2 separate regions of the Danio rerio genome follow, and region 1 is linked to region 2. A link is a contact called in public HiCAR-type data. All regions are on one chromosome and are shown on one strand. The core of a region is the stretch at or near the end of the contact, and the rest is flanking DNA. Distances in the headings are between cores, read along the strand shown. Region 1 overlaps plekhg2 (pleckstrin homology domain containing, family G (with RhoGef domain) member 2). Region 2 overlaps LOC141377826 (a long non-coding RNA gene).

Evidence for each region. HiCAR-type assays count read pairs that join an accessible place to other places.
Region 1: a HiCAR-type map of caudal fin shows a contact between it and region 2, with 2.6 times the contacts expected there. The contact joins two enhancer-like sites. A contact is called at or near these places in 1 of 18 Hi-C or Micro-C datasets (embryo) and 1 of 4 datasets of contacts at active chromatin or transcription factors (caudal fin).

The regions. Positions count from the first base shown.
Region 1 is chr15:22,802,759-22,808,612 of GRCz12tu, forward strand. The region is part of intron 4 of plekhg2 (pleckstrin homology domain containing, family G (with RhoGef domain) member 2); the gene reads left to right. Among named protein-coding and RNA genes, the nearest start is that of il15l, 33 kb to the right of the region's middle. Within about 2 kb of position 3,788, at least 7 of the 62 cell types and tissues checked have an H3K27ac peak or open chromatin away from gene starts, as enhancers often do. A contact at or near this core is called in caudal fin, where this site is marked.
Region 2 is chr15:22,720,119-22,725,876 of GRCz12tu, forward strand. LOC141377826 (a long non-coding RNA gene) reads right to left here. Exons shown (of 4, transcript XR_012390815.1): 4 at 1,044-2,000. Among named protein-coding and RNA genes, the nearest start is that of spint2, 16 kb to the left of the region's middle. Within about 2 kb of position 2,098, at least 30 of the 62 cell types and tissues checked have an H3K27ac peak or open chromatin away from gene starts, as enhancers often do. A contact at or near this core is called in caudal fin, where this site is marked.

The DNA.
Region 1 (5,854 bases), core at 2,538-5,037, 84 kb after region 2:
TGGGGCTAATAATATTGGCCTTAAAATTGTGTTTGAAAAATTAAAAACTGCTTTTATTTTAGCCGAAATAAAATGAAAAAGTATTATCAGACATACTCTGAACATTTCCTTGCTCTGTTAAACATCATTTTAATATTTAAAAAGAAAAAAAATCAAAGGGGGGCTAATAATTCTGACTTCAACTTTACATTTTATTTACTAGATAATTAGATAAATAATACTAAAAATAAAGACTACAATACCATAAAATAGTCAGGATAGTAAGGCTGTGTTATCTAAATTGGTTAGAAGTAATTTTTTTCATATTGTTGCTGACTACTGAAAGTTTGGTACAGTGACAACACCACTTAATTTGATAGCGTTGGTGGTCAAGATGTCTGTCTGGGTGGCAGTGGTGTCTGCTGAATTAGTCTCAAACACAATGACTGGTCTGCGTCCTCGCCTGTCCCACTGTGAAGGACAATGTGCAGATGTCTGCCAGAAGCGACTGTACAGCACTTCTACACTCCAGCAGACTGTCCCTGAGCTGCTGTAGTCGATCTGGAATGCTCTTCATGAGACGCTTTCTCAGCCGTCGTCATAATTTAAGCTCCTCTTAAAAGACACGCAGCATATGGTTTATTACACTATGAGTTCACGCATGGTCCACCGAACAATTTACTCGGTCTTGTTATGTGTCTGCTTCACACTGTTTATTGCAAATGACACCCTGTGTTTATTTCAGAGTCATACGCATGGTTTAGCCCAGAGTTTTTTCAGTCGGTTGGTTTGCTGCTAGTTGCCACTCAAACACCCCTGCTGTTTTACATACCGTAATTGTCTTTGTCGGTCCGGTCCAATCCACTTCATCCCCTCTAATGACATTAGGCAGTGTTGAAATTGAACATGGCGCCTTACTGCCAGTTCTTGTGGGAAATTAGCTAGGCTGTGTTGAAAGTCTTCGAAACTCTTGGGTGTCCTCGTGACCTCTTTTAATAAAGCTTCCTTTAATAAAAATCACAGAGCTTTTGTTCTCATCACAGCTGCTTTTGGCCTCTGTTTGAGATCATTTTGGCATGTAATGAGCAGAATAAGTTATTAGTTTATAAGAAATCCGCTCGTAAAGGAACAGTTCACCCAGAAAAAAAAGTTCTGTCTTCATGGTACCCAGTGTTTGAAATATTAAATTCAAAATAGGGCTGCATGATGTCGAAATTATCTGACATTTTGATATTTAGTTTTTCTGTGATATGAGTACAGTTCCAACAGATCATACGTTTAGATTGATAGGGGTGAGTTTGTAAGGGTGTAAATCATGTGTAAAAATATAAGAAAGAAAATTACTAGCCAGAATAATTCCAATAGAGCAATGAAAAAGTTAAATAAACAGTGCTTTGCGGTTTTCTGTAGAGTCAAACAGTATTCTGGGACAGAAATTGTGTAATGTAAAACAACACAGTATAGTCTTAGTTGGATTAATTCAGTAAAATTATTCTTCAATAAAATGTGACTAAATGCTTTAAACTCTTCTAAAATGCCTTTAAAACACATGTAAAAGAAAAAAGTTTCAATCTGTTGTGGCGATATTTTATTCTAGACTCCACAAATCTCATGTATTCTCAACTGTTGTGCTGATCAGCTATAATCCCAACTCAACATTGCATATTACTATATCGATGCTGAAACAATATTGTGAATTCAAAATGTAATATGCTGTCTCTATTTGATTAAAAATACAGTAGGAACATTTATATTGGGAAGTACTGTATTACAGTTATTTGTATTACAATTACAATTGTAATACATATATTATTATATATGTATTACAATTATTTGGATGCATTTTAATGTTCAGTGTCATCAATACAGTATTAACACCCAATTCAAACAGGGCGTCTACGATAACACTTCTCATTTACTTTGAGTAGAGTGACATCAAACATTTCTGACTGAATTTTGAGTCCGTGCAGGTATCATCAATCAGCAATTATGCAAATATACTAGCGCAGATGCTGGCCAATCGTGTAACACCAGAGAACAGAATTTGTTAAATAGAAGAAAAGCACTTAATATAGTGGTTGGTAGTCACCCAGTGGTTTATGATCAATCTTTGTATTCATATCGGGACTGGTATTGGAGGAATCAAACCTGACAGGATGTGCAAAAGTGGTCTGTGGATTTAGTGTGCATGGTGGTGTGGAATTGTCAATTGTTTTACTGCAGTACACAACAAAAGTCTTGTTGTCATTACAAATATTGCAGAAGACCTATTGGAACCCGCATGGACCCAAGATTCTCACAGAAATCAGTCAAGTTTGGTGAAGAAAAAATCACTGTTTGGGGTTACATTTAGTATGGGGGCATGCAAGAGATCTGCAAAGAGGATGGCAACATCAAAAGTCTGAGGTATCAAGACATTTTTGCTGCCCATTACATTACAAACCACAGGAGAGAGCAAATTCTACAGCAGGACAGTGCTCCTCTCATACTTCAGCCTTCACATCAAAGTTCCTGCAAGCAAAGAAGTTCAAAGTGCTCCAGGATTGGCCAGCCCAGTCACCAGACATGAACAATATTGAGCATATCTGGGGTAAGATGGAGGAGGCATTAAAGATTAATACAAAGAATCTTGATGAAGTCTGGGAGTCCTGCAAGAACGCTTTCTTTGCCATTCCAGATGACTTTATTAATAAGTTATTTCAGTTGTTGCAGAGATGTATGGATGCAGTCCTCCAAGCTTATGGGAGTCATACACAATATTAATTATTTTTCCACTGCACCATGGCTTTATAGTCTATGCTGTACATTATTTCTGTTAAGTGACAAGACTTTTGTCAAAGCAAAGTCAGACCTTACTGTCCTAATTAAATAATTAAAAATCAAGGCATGATCATATTTTATTTTGGTATAATAAGCGTAATCTAGAGGCCTTTGCCCTTATATAAGCCACTTCTGATACCAAATGATCAACTAGAAGTCACGTTATTATTTGTTGTTCCTAAAACTTGGATAGGCGAAAAGACTTTTGTCAGTTAGTGCATGACATATACTATGACAGCTAACATTGCATTAGTGAAAAGCTAAACATAAACTTTCAGAAATCATTCTGATAAGATAATTTACTGCATCTCATACTTTCTTATTAGTATCAGTGTTGAAAACAGTTCTGTGAAAACCCTTAGGATCATACTTTGTTGAATTAAAAAAGTTCAATAGTTAAAAAGTACAACTTTTTGTTGTTATATTTTGTCTTTTTTTAAATCAATTTACTGCATCTTTGATATAAAAGTAAACTTTCTTTGTACTATTATTCAATAATACTGCATGTATATTATTATTTCATCCACTAAATGTCCATGATTAATAGGTTGAAATATAAGTCACTTTCTAATGAAGTAATGTATTTAACTCGAGTGAATAATGACTGAAATATGCTCCGCTCATCCCACAAATCTGTGTGTTTATGGAAAACAGTGAGTTGGAAATTATTCAATACATCTCTGATCGCTTTTCAGAGAAAGAATAACAGCATGCGGGTTTGGAACATCAACAAGAGTGCGTCGATTTTCACTTCTGAGCAAACTGTCCCTTGAAAGGAGCTCTCGTGCTTACCTCTGCAGTTGTTAAGACTTTCTAAAATAAATGACTGACCTTGTTTTCCTCCCCTGCCTTACAGTTTAAACACACAAAGACTCTCTCTTTGTCTTTTGGTCCTCTTAAAAGCCCCTCTGCTCATCGCTGTGGAATGCAGCCTCTGTATTCAGGCTGGATTCTGTTGAGTCTACTTTCTTGGCACCGCTCTGAGCTTTAGGACACATACAGATGTCATTTTTCTCTTAGCCAAAGCAGCCGGGCTCCGAGGTAAAGCTCCAGCCCCTGTGGTGAACAAGCCACACATGACCTGTCAGAAAGTGAGGGTGCAGCCAAGCAAGCAGTGCATCGTGGGACAGCAGACAGGACTTATTTTGTTCCCACAGACATCTGTCCAGTTCTAGAGAAGCATTGTAAATTGTGCCTTTTGCGCTGGAATGCTGCATTTGTCTTGCGACTGCAACAGAACGAGCTGTTTTTACTGGCTTGGGAATCTCCTCACTATTTTGCAGTGATGAAAACATTCCACTGCTGACTCATTCCTGGGTTTTGCAATCGTTCTTTCAAAACCCTCTCATCAGTTTGTATTGTTCTAGGTTTATTTTTGTTCTTATAATCACACTCTACTGTGTCATTCCGCACTCATTTCTGGTGCCCTTAAATGGGTGTTAAAACTTCAGGGTCAGCCACATTGCACCCATTTGTCTTCAGTGACTTTTTTGGATGGATGCTTTTTAAGCCATTGAAAGAACAGTAAACAAATGCAGCGGGGAAAAGAAGTATTGAACACGTCATATTTTATTCCTGGGGGTAATGTTTCTAAAGGAGCTGTTAACATGGAATTAAACCTGATTTTGCAAACAATTACAAACATAAAAATAAAACAAAACAATCTGACACAAGCAGAAAGTACTGAGACATATTTAATAATTTATATAAAAGGCTTTTTTGGTAATAGCAGCCTTAAGTCACCTTATATGAAGAATGAATCATAAATTCAGGTAATATTTTTTCAACAGTATAAAATCGTAATGGTTCTGTGGGTCCACCCTGGTTTCACCTCATCATCCTGATAATGTAGATGTTGGACTGATGCAGTTAATATTAAATTACCAAGACATTGGGCAGAGGGTTGCTGAAGTACTGAGAGATTTCAGCTGCTGCCTGGGCTTTCACTGCCTTTCTACACTTTCCTTTCTTTATGTGTTTTCCCTGCATCATTTCATTTTATTATGTATAACTTAATTTGTAAACCAATTAGATTTGTTTTCTTTTCATATATGAATTTATTTGGTTGTTACCAACAGCTGGGGAAAATATTTGGTCAATGGCACCTTTAGGAATATATTTTCTTAAAAAATTGTTATATTTTTGATATTTCCCCAGCTGTATTCAATAGTTTAAAAGTTTGGTCAGTACTTTTATTCAGTAAAAGCATATTAAACTGATCAAAAGTGACAGCAAAGATTTTTTAGAATGTTATTAAAATGAATGGTTTAAATAAAGTATTTTCTTTTAATAATTTTACTTGTTAATATCAGATTGTTGTGAAAAATATTTATAACAATTTGAACTTTTCAAAATGTCCTCTTTTAAACTTTTGGGCACTGAAATGTACATTTTAGGTCTTTATATATACCAACTTGGTCTTTTTGGTACAAGAATCATTTTTGAAAAGGTATAGCCCCAGTGACAGCTTTTGTTTCTGTACAAATATTAAGCAACACTGTTTAAGAACTTTATTTAAACATTGAAAGTAATGAGAAATCTATCTTGCGCAGCAAATTGGCCTGTTAGAATGGTTTCGGAAGGGTTGTGCTGACTTCTTACTTGAGTAGGAAATCATTAAAATGTAAAATAATAATTTTTAAATTTTGACCAAAAATGCTGCAAAGATATAGAATAAACATATTTAGCGTGATGTTTCTTTATTTCTACATCTCATTATTCTTCTCAATCTCATTAAGTTCATCTTTGGAACCACGTACAGAATTAAATTGAATTTTCTAATTATATTTATGAAGTTGAAATAATATCAATGTTCATTTGAGTCTTTTATTTTATTTATTATGCAAAACAGTTGAAACTTATCCAGTTGAATTGAATCAACTGACTTGGGTTAAATTATGACAGTTAATAATTGTTTTTAGGGTCGTTTTACTTTTATTAGGATAGAATAGTGGAGACTACAGACAGGATTACAGACAACAGTGCCGTTTTTTGTTGAACTTCGTAATGTTATTGACCAGAGCTGAAAGGGATGAGGAACTTTATAGAAATTTAA
Region 2 (5,758 bases), core at 848-3,347:
AGCCTCTTTAAGCTTTATATTTTTTCGATAGTCTACAGATAACTTGCCTAATTACCTGAACCTGCCTAGGTAACCTAATTAACCTAGTTAAGCCTTTAAATGTCACTTTAAGCTGTACAGAAGTGTCTTTAAAAATATCTAGTCAATTTAATGTCACCATGGCAAAGATAAAAGAAATCAGTTTATAGAGATAAGTGATTGAAACTATTATGTTAAGAAATGTGTTGGAAAAAAATCTTCCCTCTGCTAAACAGAAATGACTTCTGACTAACTATAAATTAATCTATTTTATTTATATAGTTATTTAAACAACACTATCATTGATTTTAATACATTTTGTATTTGTTTTAGTCTAAATGTTATTTATGTGGATCAACAATTTTTTAAAAACACTTAATTTTTGTAATTGAATTTTTTCATTATGGAATTTTTTGTTTTGTTAACAGGGGGATTAATGTAAGTGTATGTTAAATGTAATAAAATATATAACTATAAAATAGATATATAACTACCAGTCAAAAGTTTGGAGTCATTTTTTTCCCCATTTTTATTTTTTAAAGAAAATTTTCATCAAAAAAAGTTAATCAAGATGGCATTTATTAAATGCAAAAAATACATTTTTATTGTTAAATATTTATTACAATTTTACTGTTTTCTTATTGTATGTAATTTCAATCGAAATTATTACTCCAGTCATTATTGATTTTATTAATAATAATAATAATAATAATAATAATGAATTAATTATTATTATTATTATTATTATTCAAATTAGAGTGATCCTTCTGAAGGATCATTCGACTCTGAAGACTGGAGTAATGACAATTCATCATTAAAATCACCGGAATAAATGATTTTAAAAAAATAATAAACTACTTTTGTTATTTTATAGTGCAATAACATTTCACAATTTTACATTTTGTACAGTATTTTTGATGAAATAAAAGCAGCCTTCGTAGGTAGAATAAGCTTTTTAAAAAACATAAAAAATCCTACTGACCTCAGACTTTTTACCAGTAATGTAAATGCTCAAACTAATTCTTAAAAATAAAAATAAAAAACATTCCCCCGGAGAAAGCAATCGAATTCACATTTCAATAGCCACCAGAGGGCGATGGTGCATTTAATGTCGGCACGTTTTTAAGCATACAAAGAAATGCAAAGTCAGTGCTGTATTATTTTGGTCTCCTTTTAATTAATATCACATGCATTACTATCCAAACGTGAAAGAGTGTTTGGATTTTTTTTTTTTAGTTGATTTTTTACTTTAAATCAGAACTTAAACTTTAGCACTTGTTGTTCAAGAAATAAACCACTTCAGTATCTAAAACAAGAAATGCTTTTAAATTGATCTTTAAACTGACAATGCTTTTAAACTACCCTTCTAAAATGCAAATATCTTGTCATACGGAGTTCAAGCAAAGTTACATTTATTTATAATCAGATACAGTATTTTTCAGAAGAGAAAGTCACACACTGAGCTGCGTTTGGAATGTAGTTGAATGTAGTTTCCGTCTTTGTCTCAGCAAGCGGAGAGCTCTGAAATTAGGTCATAAAGACTAAGCTATTAGCTCATTTCCCAGTCATGTAAAATCACCCCCTCTGCTCACACACAACAGGCATAAAAAAGGAAAGCAGGAGAACATGACATAAAAAGCCTAGCTGACACACTGCTAAATCTTAGTGTCGAAGACTAGAGGAACAACCCAACTGAACTGGGATCGATACAGTTGACAAAGAAGGTGATAAGTGGAAATGTCTTGATGGAGGTGCTTTTGGAAAACATGAGAAAGTGGGAGGAATGAGGCGGGGAGGTTGAGCTCACACTTAGATCACGAAAGTGCAGTGTGGGAAACGCCGTGTGTTTACAGAGCCTCCCCATCCATCTACTGCAGGGCTCCAGGATGTTGTAAGGGTCTTTTGTGTTTGAGTGTGTATCTGAGCCTTGGCCTGTGTAACCCCTGGATGTTGTCAGTGCCCGTGGTCATCTGGTTTCCATCCTGCAAAAGTGTAATTGTGCTTATTTAGTGTGACACCCCCCTCTTTCTCCAGCGCTCGCTCCTCAGCCGTCACGCCAGCTGCCTGACCGACTGCAGAGATGCTCAGCATTCCATGAATGTGAACGCGCCAAAGCCTCCTGATGCACCCAAACACACAATCATCTCCAGTCCAGTGATTGAAAGTTGTGAAGACAGATCTTTCCAAACGGACTGCAGAATCACATGCATACTCTGACTTCATTGATATCTTGTGCAAGTAGGAGGAGAGTTCTCATTGTAGATAGAATCTGATTGGACAAAAATTTAGGCACGCCCACAAGTGCAAGATGAGTCATCAATATTATTTGCTAAGTATTAGATAAACTAGATTGGATGTGTGAATGAGTCTATGGGCACTGGGGCTTTGCATCTGCCAGTAAAACATATGACAAATAATTGGCGGTTCATTCCGCTGTGGTGACCCCTGTTAAATAAGGGACTAAGCTGAAGAAAAATGACTGAATGAATGTTTTCCTGCATTGAAATGCCTCCAAGATTGGCCCAATCCCAAACAGCACACTTCATATTCACTTGTGATCTTATGATGTTTGGTGTTTGTTCAATTTAAGAGTTTTTCGAAGTCCCATTTAACATCCTTGCTTTCAGAAGGGTGCAAGGGCTTGCAAACACACCCTTAATAACCACTATATGCCCTGATACCTATTAGGTGAGCTCCTAGCAGACTATAGTCAAAACGACATCATGTAAAGATTTAAAGAGGGTTGAGGTTATCATTCATTCATTTTCTATTCGGCTTAGTCTCTTTATTCATCAGGGGTCGCCACAGTGGAATGAAACGGCAACTTATCCAGCATATTTTTTACACAGTGGATGCCCTTCTAGCCGCAACCCAACACTGGAAAACACCCACTTACTTTTGCATTCACACACATACACTACAGCCAATTTAGTTTATTCGGTTCACATATACCTCATGTCTTTGGACTGTGGGGAAAACCGAAGCACCCAGAGGAAACCCACGCGAACATGGGGAGAACATGCAAACTCCACACAAAAATGCCAACTGGCCCAGCCAAGACTCGAACCAGTTACCTTCTTGCTGCCAGGCAACAATGCAAATCATTGACCTACACTGCCGCACCAAAATCTAAATTTACAATGTTTATTTTGCTAACTCACATTGTTTTTCTTCTGGGTGAATAAATTATTTCACTTAAATGTTTTGTTTTGGTAATCTTCAAAGTCTGACCATTTCCTTCCACCTTTGCTGTGGCGATCCTTCTGTTCACTTCAACTTGAGAGCTTCCATAGCAACTGTATATTTTGATCCTTAACGCTCCACGCTTACTGTTAGCTTGCTAATATTCTGATTTATTTGAAAGTACATCAACATACTGCAATAAAACTCCCGGCAATGTTTGGTTTACATGTTTTTTAAAGCCCAGGGGAGTGAGGTTTACTACAGATCTCACTAGTTAGCTTTCATCAAAACAAGGGGTTCTGGATTTTTATTAAAAGACTTATGGAGCCACTCTATATTAATAAAGCTGTTAGTTTGGTTTTCTCACATGTGGTACGTCTGTTGTGAGAGCTGTTGTTTACCTAGTGAAATCCTGCATCAATTCCTGCACCACTGCAGCCCTCTGCACCTCTCAGGCCTGTCACCACGTCTTTAGTGCCTGACAACAGACCTCAATGAAGAACACCAGAAGACCAATACAAACCCCAAATGACTCAAAACAGAGAGAAAGAGAGAATGACATGGGAGAAAGACACTAAAAAGACGTGTCAAGACAAGGTTATGATAAATGACACATAAGAAGAGGAAAGAGTGCACTGGGTTAGAGAAAGCCACTGGTGATGATGTCATGGCTTTGGCTCTCCAGAGCGTGGAGTGGGACGGGCCTGAGCACAGCTTTCAGGGGGGGTAAGGGGGCCGTGGATTGGATCTTGGTGGAAGGGGGACTGTAATTTGAGTGACCCCCATCTCAAATTGAAAGCAGTTGTGAATTCTCTGGAGGGTGAAGTTTAGCAATCCAGACTCAGCTCGTGGTTCCCACGACATAGTTCGACCTCCCCCCTCTCTCTGTCCCGATGTCCGCTCATTCTCTCGTTCCTTCCGAAAAATCACTGGTCTCCGTGCCTATAAATGGGAAGTCTGGTGGCATTTTCGAGGAATGGTCTGCACTGAAAAAGGCAATAAGGAGTACTCACAGCATCCATGCTTATTAAAAGAAATCTGGAGATTATAAAATGCCTCTGAAATGGAAAATAGTTGAGGCAGATAATTTAGGAGACGGTTGAGTGGCTAGACCGCACCCGGCTTATTTTGCTCTCGATTTTCTCTATCGTAATGTCTTAGGCTTTATCTCTCTCTTTTTTTGTAAGACAAAGCTTTGTTTTTTTGCAACATGTGGGTCAGGGACATGACACTTATTTTATTTTTTTTGTTCAGATCTGATCAATTATTAAAAAATATAATCAAATACTATTCACAGATATAAGTGAATTGAAAACTTTTATTTAAATTCATGTTGATCATTTTTAAATGGGACCTATTATGCCTCTTTTTACAAGATGTAAAATAAGTCTTTGATGTCCCTAGAGTGTTTATGTCATGATTTAGCTCAAAATAATGTTTTATAACTTTGAAACCATTCGCTAGCCTTTGATCCGAATTGTGCCGCTTTGGTGACGGTCTCATAGTGTTTATGCAGACTGTTTTTATGAAGTGATTAAAAAAAACATTTAATTAATGTTTACCATTAGTGTAACATTTGGACGCTGGACAGCGGAGTTGAGGATTCACATGCAGTTTATTTATAAGAGTAGTAAGACAGGCAATGGTCTAACAGGTAGCAAAGAGGAGCATAAGGTAATCCAAGATCTTGTCAAAAAAACAGGCGAATGGTCAGTACAGACGGCAAAAAATAAAAAATGAGGGATGGCTGACTTGAAACTGATGTTTTGACACAGTGTTGAGTTCCCGAAGCACAAGTGTTTCGAAACACTGCACCAAAGCATGATTCAAAACACCCAGGTCACTTGACTAAGATGATTCAAAACACCCAGGTTACGTGACTAAAGCGTTTTGAAGCGCCAGATCACGTGACTAAAGCGATCCAAATCATCAGCCATTTCAGAAGCTTTTCGAGACCTGGCGAATCTGCATTTAACTGACAAGGTTAGAAAAAATCTCTGTCATGTAACATAGTGGACTGTGCTTTTGCACAGAGTAACTGTGCTGCAAATGACCTGAGTTCGTATCCCATCTTGTACAAATACTCTGAAATTATGACTTGATGTATTTATTAATGTTACTTTTTATGACTAAAACAACATATTTATTTACAAAGTGTTTATCAGGATGTCAGACCAATGTTAAAACAAAACACGTTACAAGAACAGAGCATTTAAAAACATCTATAGCTGCGTCACCCTGAATTCGAACCCATTATGTCTGCATGCTAGTCAGGAACTCTCACCGCTTTACTAAATTTACAACTCTAATGTTGGGTTTAATACCTCAATTTGCTAAACTGTTTCTTTACTGAAGCTGTTAAAGATTAATACATAAAAATTACCACTAGGTGTCATTGTAAAGATGGGTTTTGAAACCTATTGAAGCTTGACACATTTGCTTTGACTGTTTCAGAGTTTCATGAAGTCTCACTTTGCCCACAACTATCAATAACACAAAAACAAGGTGAGGATCTAAACAAAGAAAGACTTGACAGGATTAATGCGTTGTGATGCTA